Regions from separate parts of the Sus scrofa genome. Here region 2 is linked to region 1. A link is a contact called in public Hi-C data. All regions are on one chromosome and are shown on one strand. Each heading gives the region's core, a stretch centred on a gene start, on an enhancer-like site or on the middle of the called end of the contact. The rest is flanking DNA. Distances are from core to core; before and after follow the strand shown. Region 1 has its middle 65 kb from the start of CCDC167. Region 2 overlaps MDGA1 (MAM domain-containing glycosylphosphatidylinositol anchor protein 1).

The links. Hi-C and Micro-C count contacts between places; a contact is called where the count stands out from the background.
Region 2: a Hi-C map of fetal heart ventricle shows a contact between it and region 1, with 2.5 times the contacts expected there. The contact joins two enhancer-like sites. A contact is called at or near these places in 2 of 5 promoter capture datasets (fetal liver and liver) and 9 of 47 Hi-C or Micro-C datasets (embryonic fibroblasts, epiblast stem cells, fetal heart ventricle and 3 more).

The regions. Positions count from the first base shown.
Region 1 is chr7:33,147,202-33,154,976 of Sscrofa11.1, forward strand. It overlaps LOC102165560. Among named protein-coding and RNA genes, the nearest start is that of CCDC167, 65 kb to the left of the region's middle. Within about 2 kb of position 3,615, at least 17 of the 83 cell types and tissues checked have an H3K27ac peak or open chromatin away from gene starts, as enhancers often do.
Region 2 is chr7:33,249,890-33,257,664 of Sscrofa11.1, forward strand. All of the region lies in intron 1 of MDGA1 (MAM domain-containing glycosylphosphatidylinositol anchor protein 1), which reads right to left. Among named protein-coding and RNA genes, the nearest start is that of MDGA1, 15 kb to the right of the region's middle. Within about 2 kb of position 2,987, at least 20 of the 83 cell types and tissues checked have an H3K27ac peak or open chromatin away from gene starts, as enhancers often do.

The sequences.
Region 1 (7,775 bases), core at 2,365-4,864:
CGGAAAGTGAGCGAGCATGTTTGTTTAAGCAAGTGTATGTGCCTCCATCGCTTTGTGTGCATATATATATATATGCAAGCGTGTGTGTTTATGGGCGTACGCGAGTATAAAGCTCCGTATTTTTTGGTACATGCCCAGCAGCAGGCAAAGAAGGAAAGTTTCCCTCTGCTGTCTTCTCACCGCCTGTTTCATCTAGAAACACAAAGGGCTGTTTCTTGGTCCCAGCTTGCCTCCTTATCACACTCCTGGCTTTAGTCAGTCCCTCCTTTGCCCAGAAGCTGCCACTTCCTTCCCCGAGACTCCTAGACGGCTACTGCCCAGCACCGGTGTCCTGCCCCCGCCCCTGGCAGAATGTCTGGCTCTGGGATGGCAGGCGACCAACAACGTCTCTAGGGAAGATGGCTCTTCCCTTTGGGGTGAGAGACACAGGAAGGGGCTGGGTGTGGGGTTACGTGTGCCCAGAAGGAATGGTTGGTCAGGCATAAAGCAGAACTGAGGGCATTCCTGTTCTGAGTTACGAACCCTACTAGTATCCATGAGGATGTGGGTTTGATCCCTGGCCCCCCTCAGTGGGTTAAGGATCCAGCATTGCTATAAGCTGTGGTGTAGGTCACAGACTCAGCATGGAACCGGCGTTGCTGTGGCTGTGGTGCAGGCAGCTGTAGCAACAACATAACTCGTAGGCTGGTTATGCTGCAGGTGTGGCCCTTAAAAAAAAGGGAAGCAGCAGCAGCAGAGCTGAAGGAAAGAAGCAAGAGGGGCCTGAGTCCAGTGTGCCCTGTGTTACTGCTGACACAGGTCAGAGTTCTTATCTGCTTGCTCCCTCAGCCTGGTAGGTAGTGGGTGGGCTCCAGCGCTGGCCTCTGTGGGCTGCCTGGCCCAAGCTCCATGCCCTCTAGCTCTGGGCTGGGCCCCTCCACTGGGGAGGCACATGGGAGATGGAGGAGGGGAGGAGAATGAGGCTGGTCTTTAACTTCCTGACCTGCTTCCTGTGAGCTGCAGGCTGGCCACGTCCCTCCACACCAGACCGCAGCTCCTGTCCAGCGGCGCCCCCTTCAGCCCTCCTCAGGCCTGGCTGGCCTGTCAGCAGCCCTGGAGCTTCACCGCCTCCCTCCCCCTCACAACCCCAGACTCCCCTCCACCTTGCCCCTTGTCCACATCTTCATTAAACGCTCTCTGAATCGCTCAGGTTGGCAGTTCCCTCCGTTTCTAGCTAGTCCCTGATGATGAATAAAATGCCCAGTGCCAAGTCCACGGGGCACTGTCTGTTTTCCTCACCAGGTCTTTCTGCTGCACCTGACCTGGCACCACTCCCTCCCTCCCTCCCTCCCTCACCCAGCATTCTAGCGACTTCCTTCTCTCTCCGAGAGTCCTTCTAGGCTCCTTCTGACCTTGGCCCTTGCTCTTCTCTCTCTCCTGGGCAATCACCTCTATTTCCCCTTGGGATGTCAACCATCACAAACATTGCTGGTCCAGCCTGTGTCCATGGGGCTCAGAAAATCTAACCATCCCTGGAGAGTGGGTCTAGGCGCCCTAAGAGACCTCCAACTCAACACGCTCCAAACTGGGGAGCTTCCTGAGTCTGCTCTTCCCTGGGCCTGACTTTTCAGAGGGCCGTCAGACTGTCCACCCCCACCCAGGCCAGACACCCAGGAAGCAGCCCTGACTTCAACCTCGTTCACTCTGTCTCCATCCTCTTAGATTCTGATGCTCTGACCTCCAAAATATTGTTTTTTTTTTTTTCTTTTTATGTCTCCACTTGCAGCATATAGAAGTTCCCAAGCTAGGGGTCAAGTTGGACAGAGGTGCAGCTGCTGGCCACAGCCACAGCGACATGGGATCCGAGCCACTTATGTGACCTGCACCACAGCTCACAGCAACCCCAGATCCTTAACTGATGGATTGAGGCCAGAGATCCAGCCCACATCCTCATGGATACTAGTTGGGTTCTTAACCTGCTAAGCCATGACAGAAACTCCTCCAAAATATTTTTTGACTCTCTCTTCTCCCCAACCCAATCCTGATGAGACTCCCCATCATTCCCCCTGGACCACTGCAGTGGCCTCCTAATGGGCCGATCAGTCTATGTCTAGACTCAACCGCCGCCAACCCACCCTCCACATTACAAATCTTGTTACTTGTCACTTCCTTTGCTCAAAACCCTACAGGGTTTCCCTACCTTGAGCTTCTTAAATAAGACCTCTGGATCTGAGCCCTGCTTCTTTATCCTGAAATCTCTTTCTGCTCCTGCTGAGCTGTCTCCACCCCGCCACCCTCCATCCTCTGCCTTTTCTCTGGGAAGCCCTTTCTCTCGCTCTAACTCTGGCCAGTCCAGGACAACCCCCCCCACTGCTTGTTACAGACTGGTGTCCCCTCAAGGAGCAGAAAAGTAACCAGATTTTTAAAAAATCTCAATGGCAATGACCTGGGGCTGGGTGGGTCAATATGTGAAGCAAGGTGAGGACCTGACCGTTGTTTGGAGGTGGGGGAACCAGTACATGAAAAATATCCTACATGTTGGTCCCTTTCTTTGCCTTCTTCCTACTTTGATGCTTTCCGTAACTTTTCAGGACTGAGAATTCTCTGGGTTTGATGGTGGCCACCACCCTGCCGCTCCCAGGCGGTAGTGCACTGAGCCAGTCCTTTAACCTCTCTGTGCCTGCCTGGTTGGCCTCTCTGCAAAAGGTTCTCCATGGTTCTCTGTTCCCAGCGGCCCTGGGGTAGGGTAACAAGCAGTCGCTGAAAAGAACTGTGTAGCCCGTCCCTCCTCTGGAGGGCTCCAGGCCACACTTCCTGCTTCCAGTGGACACCGTGAAAGCAGGGGTTTAGGCAAGGAGTCTTTTGTTCAGCAGGGGCAGCTCCACCTCCAGGCCCCAACCATCCCTGAGGGCACTGCTATTGGGGGGGGGGGGGGCGGCTCCGCTGGGAGCTAGGCTCTTCCTATCTCTTCTTCTACAGTTTTGGACCAACCAGGCTGCAGACAGACCTGAGGGAGGGCTGTCCACAGCTGTCCATCCTGGATGCATCTATTCCCCATCTGTGTGTCTGGGGGGAGGAGGGAGTGGCTGCTGAGCTGGCTTCTGGCTGTGACAGACCCCCCCCACCCCAGCTTCAGCAGATAGAGGCTCTTATCTGCTCCAGCCCACCCTCCAGGCCCCCATTCTCTCAGGAGCTGGCCTTGCCTTTTCCAGAACAATAGCTTCCCTCACTGTCTCTCCTCTCTGTACCAGCTGGCTCCAGAGGAGCTGGGGTAGGGAAGACTCTGAGTGTTGAGGGGAGGCGGGAGGGAAAGGGTTTAAAACAGGCCAAGAGGGACAAGCAGAGGGAGTGACAGGGTAAAGGAGCAAACCCGATTCCGGCAGCCCTGGGAGGCAGGCGGGCTTCAAAGACTTGCTCCGATTCTGGGCAAGCAGCCCAGCAAGCAGCCTTTCTCTCGCCCTTCCTTCAGGAGGGGTTTTCAACCAGGGACATTATGTATGAAGTCAGGGAGGCGGGGAGGGGGTCACGTGGGCCCAGCCGGCCTGGAAATGAATGCGGGGAGCGCGGATCCACAGCCGCCCGCAGCCCCTCCCTGCCCCTCCACGCGAGTACCCCGGCCGTGGGCGCCCCCGCGCGGCCACTAGCGGAGCAGCACCTCACCGTGGAGCCCGCACCCAGGCTCCCCTGAGAGCCCAGCCGGGCGCAGAGGGAGGCCAAGGGGAGAAGTGGCGAGCGTCCTGATCTTTGGGCCCTCCCATCTGTTCCTCATCTCTTGGCCATCCATCACCCGTCTGTGCGGCCAAGCTCCTCCAGCTCACCCCCTGTATCCTGTGACCTCCCACGGATACCTGCGCAGCAGCAGCATCTGTGGATGTAAGGTGTCCATCCCTTGCTGGATGTCTTTTCTCTAGTCCCCTCTGTTCAGGAAGCCCTTCTCTATGTATATCTCTCTGCCTTGTCTCACTAGGTACTGGTCCTGCCTCTTATTTCCCTGGCTTTCTAGGGTCAAGGCATCTACCACAGATCCTGGAAAGGTTCCCTGGCTGCCCCCTTGTATTTTGTCTCTGAAACTGTCTCTATCAATCTATGTGTATCTACACTTCTATTACTCGGCATCCGCCTATACATCATGCAGACCCCATTATCCATCATTTATCTGCATATGTATCATTCATGCTTCCAGCCATCTATTATCCATCACCTCTCTTGCCGCCTCTTTGATGTCGTACATTCCACCATCAGGGGTTAACCTTGTCAGACCTGCTTTCTCCAGCCCCAGAGAACAAAGGGATGTGGGGAAAACAGAGAGGCCACTGGGGGCTGGTTAAGAGAGCTGGGGGCTCAGAGTTTAGAGGGGAGCGGAAAGAAGGGGAGATGCAGCAGATGAGGCTGTTCTGTTGGGAATTCCATTCATTGTCTCAATGTCCCTCTCTCCTACCTCCCAAAAGATCAAGGGGACATGGGTCTGATTTGCAGCAGGAGAGCCCTAGGCTAGACACAGGTGCACTTGCTACAGAAAGGGTGGAGCTGCCTGGAGGAAAGAAAGGCTTAGTGGAGATGATCCAGTCTTGGCAAGTCATGGGGTCAGGTGGAGATGGAACTATGGTGCAGGTGCACAGGATCCCCACCAACACACACACTCACACACACGTGCACATGCGTGCACACACACTTCTGGGATCACAAGATTTTTCAGTTAGAGATGCTGGAAAATCCTTTAGCTGGCGAATTCTTACTTAACCACGGCAGCACAAATCCCTGAGGGGCCAACGTCTCACATTGGTTTTATAAGCATCACTCCTTATGTTGCTGGTAATACTGCATGTTTTCCCCAAGCCTGGTTTCCTAGAGGAACTGGTATAGACTGTGGCTCCTTTGTGCCTCTGGTTTTCACACATTCTCAGTGTAAACCTCTCTCCTGCGACCCTGGCCTCCCTGTGCCCTCTCACGCACACCCAGAAACTGCAGAAAGGGAAGTGGGAGGGCCCTGTGGACATCCATGCAGGGCTCTGTCACATCCATTTCTATATCTTCAGTTCCTAGCTCAAGTCTGGCAAGGAAGCTCACGCAAGGCCAGTTACAGCACTGAAACATCCCTCAAAGTTTTCCAGCAGCCGGCTTACCCTCAAGGCACTTCTCCAGGCTCTGGACCTCCTGAGATGGTCAGGAACACCCTGTGAGTGAAGAATGGGTGATGCTGTTACTTTTGCCATCTTGTTCAGTGTTCCTGACAGGGAGATACCCTGGGCCGGGTTTCCAGGGGAGGCTGGTGCAGAGCCAGATTGTCTGGAAACAGCTTCTCAGCCCACCACCTGCACACAGGAGCATCCCTGTTCTTTTACCCAGCAGGGAACCGAACACCTCAGCTTCCCGAGTTGCTTTAGTTGATGGGGTCATTGGCACGCAAGTTTGTCAGGTGTGGAGCGCCTGGGGCCCAGAGGCACGGGGGAGGCCTCCCTCCTCACAGCTCCAAGGGTTAAAAAGTACTTAGCAGCAGCACATAATAAAAGCAAATGTAAGAGAAAGAATATCCTAAGGATTTAATAAACTGCAAACAAAATTATCACAATTCTTTTCCTAGCCAGTTGAGTTTTCAGTGATTAAGAAAATACAATTTCCTGTAATTAAATCTTAACAAGAAATGTTATTAAAAACACTCTGTCCCAGCTCCTGTAATAATTGCATGCTCCCCTAGAACAGTAAACAGAATTAGACTTTGCAGCGTACATGCTAATCCATGTGTCATTTTGATCAAATTTGTACTAATAACCTGTCTTCTTATTCGGAGACAAGGAAAGGAAGCAAGAGGGAGCCAGGCCCGGAGGGCAAGGTGAACCCCGGGCAGGGAGTGGGAAGCCAGGAGCACCGTGATGAGAAGTGTTAAATTTATCGAGCGCATACTACGTGCCACGCTCTGTGATAAGCATGTCACGTGTATCATTTCACTCACCCCTCACTCGCCCTATGGCCATAGTTGCCCTCATTTGTGGACAAGGAGACTGAGGCTCAGAGAGGTTTAGCCACTCATCCAAGATCGCTCAGAAGTGGTTTAGACCCCTTGGAGCCCAGACCCCAAACCCCTCCCTTTTTTGTGCAACATGGCCCTGGAGTGTGGCTCAGGCCCTCCTGCGACCTGAACTGTGCCACCAGGTGACAACATTCTCGGTCCCCAGGAACTGGACTGGCTTGATTCTGTAGACAACTGATGCTTCCTGGGAGGAGGAACTTCCTCGCACTGGGACAGGCAGGACATGGAGGCTGCAAAGCTGCAAGCAAGGGAGACTGTGGCACCTGCTTTAAGTTTCTTTTCCTTTCAGAAAAGCTACGGGGAAGAGCAGCTCATGGAGGGCCTGGGTGTGAGTGCAGAGGGCTGGTGTTTGCAGGGTGCCAGCCCTGGGGCACAGCTGTGGACCTTCCCACAGGGTTAAGATTTGAGTGTGGAGAAGTTCCCATTGTGGCTCAGTGGAAACAAATCGACTAGGATCCATGAGGATGCGGGTTTGATCCCTGACCTCATTCAGTGGGTTAAGGATCCTGTGTTGCTGTGAGCTCCAATGTAGGTGGCAGATGCAGCTAAGATCCCGAGCTGCCGTGGCTCAGGCATAGGCTGATAACTGTAGTAGCTCTGATTTCCTGGAAACGTCCATATGCTGCAGGTGTAGCCCTAAAATCCAAAAAAAAAAAAAAAAAAAAGCGTGGCGCCTTGGAGGTCAAAACTGCTCCTCTGTGTGTGTGTAAATGAGCACATGGGAATTTGTGTGGAAAAGTGTGTGATGTGTGAGTATGTGAATGGGTAAGTGTGTGAGGTGTATGTGAGTGTGTGTTGGTGTTTGCATGCATGCCCACGCTCCCGGGCAGCTGTCCCTGGTGGAGGGGGATGGAGCCAGCCCTGCTCAGGTACCCTGGCTCTTGTCCGACCACAGCAGCTTTGTTCCCAGTGGGCTTCATTCCCCGCAGAAGACAAGCCTGAAATTATCCTCTGCACACACGACCATGCACACACGCAGGGGCCAGTGCCTCCCTCTCCCACTCTGGGTCCACTAATTAGTTCTCCTAATTAAATTCCTGCTGGGATGGAAGGGGAGGACTTTCCCTCATTCTCTGGGGACCAGGTTATGTTGACCTAAAAGGGTCCACCTGCTACTGCCAGCCCCCATTCCCACCCCACAGGCCTTGCAGGAAGCCAGGAGGGAGGGGGGAGGGGGAAGAGGGAGGGGACCCAGTTCAGTGGGCACTTAACAGCCTCCCTGCTCTGTGCCCAGCAGGTGCTAGGCCTTGTAGGGAGGAAATGGGCATGACAATGACCACGACAAGTAGCCTCCTCCTCCCATCACCCCAGCTCTGAAGTTTGGTCACATTCTCCATCCTGCCCCTCCTGCCCCCCTCCTCACCCACCCGGCCAGGCAGCTGCTTGCTTGTTTTCCTGCAGAGATTTCCACTTTGCCAGAGGGCCTATGCCTTGGACCACCTGAACCCACTTATTCCTCCGGTCTCGTTCCTGCTTCTGGAAGTTTTCATCAGACCGGCGTCTCCCCCAGGGACCCCTTCCTGAAGACAACACACTCTCCCTTCCCTGCACACATGCTGGACTCTTGTCTGCCTGGCCAACCATCGGGCGTGGGCATGTGCTGGTCACTCTGGCTGTTTCCCTTTTTACAGGCATTTCCTGCCTCACTCATTAGAATTTAAACCCTTTGAAACCAGAGGCCCTGTCTTGTGCCTCTTAACTTCTTACAGAGCCCGGCAGCGTGCACAGCGCATTCTGGGTGCTCCAAGCATTTCTGTACAGTGACTGG
Region 2 (7,775 bases), core at 1,737-4,236, 100 kb after region 1:
TTGTTTGGTACAGTCTGTTCTCCACAAGCAGCCAGAGGGATCCCTACAACAATAAGTCAGCTCTCAATCCTCCTCCGCTCAAAATCCTACTGTGGCTCCCATCCCACTTCAAGTCAAAGGCATAGCTTTTCTCAACCGCCTGCCATGCCTTGCATCTGCTGCCATCCCCACCTCCGGTTGGGCTGTAGCCGTGCTGCTTTCCTGTGGCCCTTCAAGCAGGCCAAGCCTACTTCCACCTCAGGACCTTTGCACTTGCAGCTCCCTCTGCTGGACTGCTCTTCCCCAGACGTCCAGAGCTCACACCGTTGTTGCTTCCTTCAGCTCTTTTTTTTTTTTTTTTGTCTTTTTGTTGTTGCTATTTCTTGGGCCGCTCCCGCGGCATATGGAGGTTCCCAGGCTAGGGGTCTAATAGGAGCTGTAGCCACCGGTCTACGCCAGAGCCATAGCAATGCGGGATCCAAGCCGCATGTGTGACCTACACCACAGCTCACGGCACCGCCGGATCCTTAACCCACCAAGCAAGGCCAGGGATCGAACCCGCAACTTCATGGTTCCTAGTCAGATTGGTTAACCACTGCACCACGACAGGAACTCCTGTTCATTCTCCTTCTGTGTCCCTTCTGAAAGGAGAACACCCCTGGGAGGGAAAGCACGTTAAATTCCTGAAAGGGATGAACAATCCTTTTTTTTTTCAAGAGTCAATTCTGGAGGCATAAAGTTGGAGAACATATTTTCTTTACCATCCGGTATATTTATAAACCAGGAAATGGAAATGTAATACCTGCCCCCCCCACCTTAAGTATTCTCATTATTTTTTTTTCTCCATCATTGAAGGATTTCTCACCTTTTTTGGCTAAAATTTTAGAAACCACATAAGTGGCATGCACCGTAGGATCTGATTATAATGCTGAGCCTCTGCACAACCTGTAAATGACTTGAAACCCAGTAGGCTAGGGGAGAAAAAGTGAAGGACCTGTAGATGGGGGAGGCCAATTGGCCCAGAGTTCAATCACAGCAAGGGACAGAAAAATCATTGCCATTAGGAGGCTCCTAGGGGCTGAGGACAGAGGAGGGGGAGTTGCCTCTTAGGAGGAAGGTGAGTTCTGGAACGGGCAGCGACGGGAGGAGCAGTAAAGGGCTGGGTGCAAAACACACCTATCTCCCAACTGGTAAAATAGCTCAAAGGGAACTTTTTTTTTAGGGCTGCACCCTAGGCATATGAAAGTTCCCAGGCCAGGAGTCAAACCATAACTTCAGCTGCCAGCCTACACCACAGCTACAGCAATACCAGAACCAAGCCGTTTGCAATGTACACTGACGCTCAGGGCAACATCAGATCCTTAACCCACTGAGTGGTGCCTTGCCACAGCCCCCTGAGGAAGGCGCTGGTTTTTTTTTTTTCTTTTTAGGGCCATACCTGTAGCATATGGAAGTTACCAGGCTAGGGGTCAAATTGGAGCTGCAGCTGCCGGCCTACACCACAGCCACAGCAATGCGGGATCTGAGCCTCATCTGCGACCTATATCACAGCTCACAGCAACGCTAGATCCTTAACCTCCTGAGCAAGTTGGAGCTCACGCTTGTCCTAAGCAGGAAGTCTCTCTTGAGCACCTATGATAACAAGGGCCCTGGCTGACATGTATTAAGTACCAGCTACTCGCTAGGCAGTGTGCTAACGCCACCAAGCCCCCCGCTTTTGCAGGGCCCAGGCTTCTTCCTGCGCCTCACTAAGGATCTGGTGTTGATGGAATCAGCATCCTCATGGATACTAGTCAGGTTCGTTACCGCTGAGCCACCATGGGAACTCCAAGGAAGGTGCTATTATTATCACCATCTTGTGCCTGGGGAAACTCAGGCACAGAGTACAACCTGCCCAGATTACACAACCAAAGAGCAGCTGAGGCAGGACTCGAACCCTGATCTATTTCAGAAGCCTCTGATCCGAGCCTTCAGGCCACGCTGCCTCCCTACACTCCCGCCTGAGTGAGAAAGATGACTATTCATGGACTCTGATATATTTAGTTGCTTGCTTCTGAAATTAGACCTTGGCGGTGTCATGGAGCCTGGCAGTCATGTGCGACAGCTGACCTCAGAGCTGCTAGTCATTGACACCTCAGTGTGAAGAACTTCTCCAGTTACTCTGCTCCCTGGGGGCGCTGAGGCAGGAGGGAATGGAAATGGTGGAGGGCAGGGGCCTGGGGTGGGGGAGCTGCAGGACCACTTGGCTGACCCTTCCCAGAATCCTCCTCTCTGGTTGCCATGGAGCCACTTCTGCAGAGGCTGGGGCCCTTGGCGGGGCGGGGAAGGCGAGGTGGGGCAGAGAGGAGTGACCCAGAAGAAAGGCAGCTAGCCTGTTTGTGAAGTCCCTCTGGAAAAGGGGGGCTGCAGAGGCACCCATCCTGAGCCCCTCGATCACTAGGGCCACCCTCAAGTGGGAAGAGAGAAGGGACTCCCAGGAGAAACTGAGAAACACTGAGCAGAGGTGGGTGCAGGAGGTGACGGAAGCATGCAGAAGATGCGGGAAAGTGAGGTGCAGGAAGAAGCCTGGGCCCTGCAAAAGCTGGGGGCTTGGCGGCGTTAGCACAGTGCCCAGCAAGTGGCTGGTACTTAATACATGTCAGCCAGGGCCCTTGTTATCATAGGTGCTCGAGAGACTTCCTGGTTAGGACAAGCGTGAACTCCAATTTGCTCAGACCTGGAGTGAGGCATGAACACCGCAGATGTGCTCAGGGATCCCTCTGAGGGCCCCTCTGCCCTGCAAGGGGCCTTTCCAAGGTGCCAGTGCCCCTCCGAGCCTGAGCAGCTCTGTTCCTCCGAGGCTGGCTGGGCAGGACTTCGGGAGAAGAAGCATCCCAGCCACTCAGCCCAGCTGGGGCCACTGTGTCCGTGCGCCCAGCCCAGCCCCCACCCTGGCACGGGCACAGCGGGTGAGCGCACGCCTGGCACAGACCCCAGTGCCTGGGAAGAGAGGCTCCAAGCGGGCGGCTTTGTATTTTGTAAAAACCAAACCCACAACTGAGCTCTCCAGCCAAGCGGGGCCTGCTGGGAAGGCTGGCGGGTCTCTCTTCCCGTCCCCCGGCTGGGGCCCACCCTCCCTTCCTCACCCCCACCCCAGGAACCATGGGGAGCACCAGCTGCCACCCGGACTGGCATGGGGGGCAGAGGGGGTGGCCTGGGCCCAGCTCTGGCCGTGCCAGGGCTCATCCCCCCACCCTGACCCCTTTCCTGCCTGGAATAAATTGGAATACAAATCAGAGGGAAACGCTTTCCTCTGTTTGAACAAATTGCTATGGATTCCTCCCTGTCTCAGGTCAGGGCTTGCGATGGGGGATATTTTCACTCGCCGACTGCTAATAGACTCAGGAGAAGCTGCTGGATCGATGGAGGCCGGGAAAATTAGCCAGGAGCTTCAGGCCAGCCTCGGCCTGTCCCTGCCCCCACTTCAGGTCTCCTAGAGGGGGCGGGGGCAGCTATAACCCAGGCTGGACAGAAGCGCTCGGGTGATGGTCCTAAGTGCTGGATGCCCGTTCCTGCCCCCAGCTGGGAAACAAGGCAAGGACGACCAGGGGCTTCCCGGAGGAGCAGTGGGATAAAGGTGGACCCGAGAAGTCCCCAAGGAGGTCTGCAGTCCCCCGCCACATACACACATGACTCCCTGCACGTAAACACACGGTCTGTGTGCATTGTCACACGCACCCACACCTTCAGCACACACACGCCCACGTGTATCTATGAGTGCACGAAAAGTACTGATGAAGCGTCTGTGCCCAGGGCAGGGAGGGCTTGGGCAATGTATTCAGCTCCTGTTGAGGAGCCTGGTGAGAGCAGTTTATCTCATGTCACTGGTTCTGTGCGTGCACACGCGCACACACACACACACACACACACACACACACACAATGATCTCCACCAGCAGCCAGGGCTCCCCACCAATCACTCCTTTCACCCCTCAGCCTGGTTCTATAATCCTGCAGGGGGGCCTGGAGGAGCTACAGCCTTCACTGGCCTCAGCTCCAAGGAAATGAGGGGAGGAGACTGGCCAGGGGGGGAAGCAGCCCACACTCAGCCTGGGCAGCCTCAGAGCCCCCTGCTCCCTCAGCTCCTGTGAAAGCGAGGGAGTGAGCCAGGCCGGTGTCGGTGTCAAGCTGCTTCAGGCACATAAGGGCATCCCTTGGTGTGGAGCCCTCCCGCTGTACCAGTGGGCAATGCCTGGGGCCATGGCTGCAGGGGAGCCGGGGAGAAGCAGGAGGGACGGGGAGAACTCGCTGCAGCCTCTTGAATGCCCCAGAAGGTGGGGTGGTTTGATCTAGAGAAAGCCTCTCATGTCTCCTGCCTGCTGGCCTTGGCACGTGAAGCCACATGTATGCACGTGTGCATAAACACCACACACACACACACACTCCCTTCAGTAACCTAAAGCCCAGATCTGACTTGGAAGATAGATGTGAGAGAGAAGGTGTGTTCACTGGCAGGTAGAGGTTGGTGTGGTCCTTGGTTGTGCCCACAGCATATGGAAGTTCCCAGGCCAGGGACCAAACCCATGTCACAGCAGCGACCTAAGCCACTGCAGTGACGATGCTGGATCTTCAACCCACTGTGCCTCAAGGGAACTCCCATCTGACCACTGGTTTCTGCCTCTTAAACTGAGCAGCCAGGGGCCAGGGGACCCCCAGGCCTGTTACCTCTGACCTTCCAGGATTCCAAGCTGGGCTCCTTCTTTGCTGTGTGGCCTCTTTCTACCTCAGATTTCTCTTCTGTCAAATGATTTGTTTTGCCCTAAGATCCCTCCAGGCTCTGATTCCACAAGCCTGTGATTCTAGACCATCTCTTTGTCTTGCTCTAGGCTGACTCCTTAGGAACTAGAACAGTGTCAGGAGCATAGGAGGTGCTCAGTAAATATTTACTTAATTAATTAATCTCAGGTCCCAGTTGGTAGTGAAAAGACAGAAATTCACAACAGGAGGGAGGTGCTGTTCTGATCCTGACCCAGAAGGCACAGGGATCTTCAGGGAGGCAGGCTGGCCTGATCATGGCCCACAGGAGAAGGAAGGGACAGAATGCAACAGACCTCGTTACCTGCAGAGAATCCTGCCTGCAGAGAGAAGGGGCGATCTTCTGCTCTCAGAGCTTGTCCCCATCTCTTTCTTAGTTTTGAATTCAGCAGGTAGGGAGCTAACGTTCGTGCCTCTCATGCAATGTCCAAAGGACCTGGAGACTCGGAGTTGTCCTCAGTGACCCCCAACCCTGCCCTTCCCAGCTGTGAGGCCTCCCTGGATCCTCTCAGGAGAGGATCTTGGGGAAATGGATGTGCTGGGGCTCCAATCCCAGAATCCAAGGAGGCAAATGAGCAGCTCACAGGGCTGGTGGCTGCAGGGGAGAGTTTTCAGCCTGGAATCAGGGCTGATTCATACACGCATTTCAGAAGACAAGACCTAAGAACAAAGAGTCCAGCAGAGCAGGCTGGATCTGAAAAAGCAAGACCGATGGCTCAGGCAGGAGGTAGTACAGGCTGGCGGTGCCCCCTACTCCCTCCCTACCCCCCAACCACTTCAGGGCATACCTGCCAGCACCTTCCTCTCTCTGCCTGAAGCTGGCTCTGGCCCCTAGAGCTCGCGCTGCCTGTGTGTGCTCCTGTGTGTGCTGCCTGTGTGTGTGGAGGGCTGAGTACCAGGAAATTAACACCCCCTGGGGCAGCCCTCAACCAGTGACAGATGAGACATAGTGTATACATGCCCCAACCCCCACATCCCCATGGTGGGGTAACTCTGAAGTGTGCTTTACAATGTCCCAGAGGTCCCCAGGGAACATGGTGGTGACTGGCTTAAAAAGGAACCTTCTATTGGTTCTTTCGCTTCCCTGTCTCTTCACCCTATTCCCCTCCCAGAGCTTCCTGGATTCACGTTCCAAATAAACTGCCCACCCTTGGCTCCTTATCTCAGGATCTGCTTCTGGGAAACTCAAGCCAAGATTGTGAGTCCAAGCCAATTTTGATCATCAAGGTGTCCATCATTAAAAATCTTACTTGGCCACAGCCCAGGGCCCTCATATTGTCTAACAACCTTACACACACACACACACACACACACACGCTCGAATATCTTACCATGATCCCTTACCTCCACCCTTCACTTCCTTGGCAACCTCCTTGCCTGAATCCCAGCACCTCAAGATCCAATTCATCTGATCAACCAACCCCAGGAAAATGCCTTGAGGGATGGTAGATAGTCCCAGAGCCAACTTCTGGAAACCGTGCCCATGTTTCTGTCAGCTCACCTGAATAATAACTTTAAGCTGGAACTTAATCCATGTGACAGAGATGTAGGACTTGGAGGAGACTGGTCGCAAGCTCTCCTTCGTACTGCCAAGCTGGCTGCCTCCTCACCCACAGGGAGGCCTCCCAGGGCCTCCCTGACATTGCACGGAAGGATTCTGACATCTAACCACGAGTCCTGGATCCAGAGTGAACCTCAGATCCTGCAGTCCCAACGCAATGGGAATAAGAAATAGAGTTCACGGGGAGGAGGGGAGCATTATAGAGATGTGGGCATGAAATGAGCTTATAAATGCCATGCAGACAGGCCTGGCTTCTCCTGAGCCTACCGGGTCATAGAGGAGAATGAGAAGGCTCCATCTGGAATGTCCCTTAACATGACTCTTAACTTCAGCCTTGGCACTTAATTGCTGTGTGACCTTGACAAGCCACTTACTTTCTCTGGTCTCAGTCTCTTCCTGCCCGGAATCTCAAAGATCTGCCTCTGGGCCACTTAAGGCCAATGGTCAGCAACTAAGCTTACTTCTTGCCACAGCCTCAACCTCTATTCTCCTGGCCTTCTCTGTGTCTAGCATGTGGCTTTATTCCAGAGAGGAGAGTAAAGCCAAGTCTGACAGCACAGACCTTCAGCTTGCCTTGTGGGCTTGTGTATTTTGCTGGAGATAAACTGCCTCCTCAAGGGTCCCCTGATTTTGCTGGAACACCGAAACTAAACCCAGAGAGATGAGGCCACCAGACTCCAGCTCCCTCCCCACTTGTAGCCTCCCAGTGTCCCTCACAGAGACGGGGAAAGTGCCTTCATGAAGAGTTTCCTAAGAATCACCTAAGGGAAGTCTCAGGGTCAAGGAGGTATTCAAGTTCAACTCAGAGACCTCAGCTCCTAAATCTTCCTGGTAAGAGGTAATGTTATAGCAACTTGAAATAAGGTCAGACAATGAGAAGAACTTCCCAATGAAGGACCAGACACTGAGCAAACAGCGGTGGGGTTGCCTGGGCTTACATGGTTGTGGGCCTGCTGCGAGGCAGAAAGATGAGGTCAATCACTCTCTGGCCCGTGGCTCCTAGCAGAGTAGCTCAGTTTCTGTTCCCCCAAATCAGGAGCATCCACAGAGCTCTCCTGAGGCTGGAACTGAGAGGAGCTACCTGTTAGTGGAGAGAGGTACCAACCAGTGGAAATGAACAAGCTCATGGCAGTGGGAATGGACAGCGTGTTGGGGTGGGGAAGAGGCAACAGGGGACCCAGCAGGTGGGAAGCTGGACCCCTCTCCCCTGCTCTGGGCCTCAGTCTTCTCTGAGGTTCTCCCCTGGCATCCTCAGAGCAGCCACAGCCTCCCCTCACCTGAGCGAGGCTGGCAGGGTAGGGAGAGCTTGGGAGAAGAGCAACTGCTGACATCCCTCTAAATCCTCTCATTTCAAGAAACACCAGCTGATCCTGAGGTGGGGATTTGCGGGAAAGACCGCTCGCTACCGACCCAACATCCATCCTCCCCTTCTTTCTAAATGA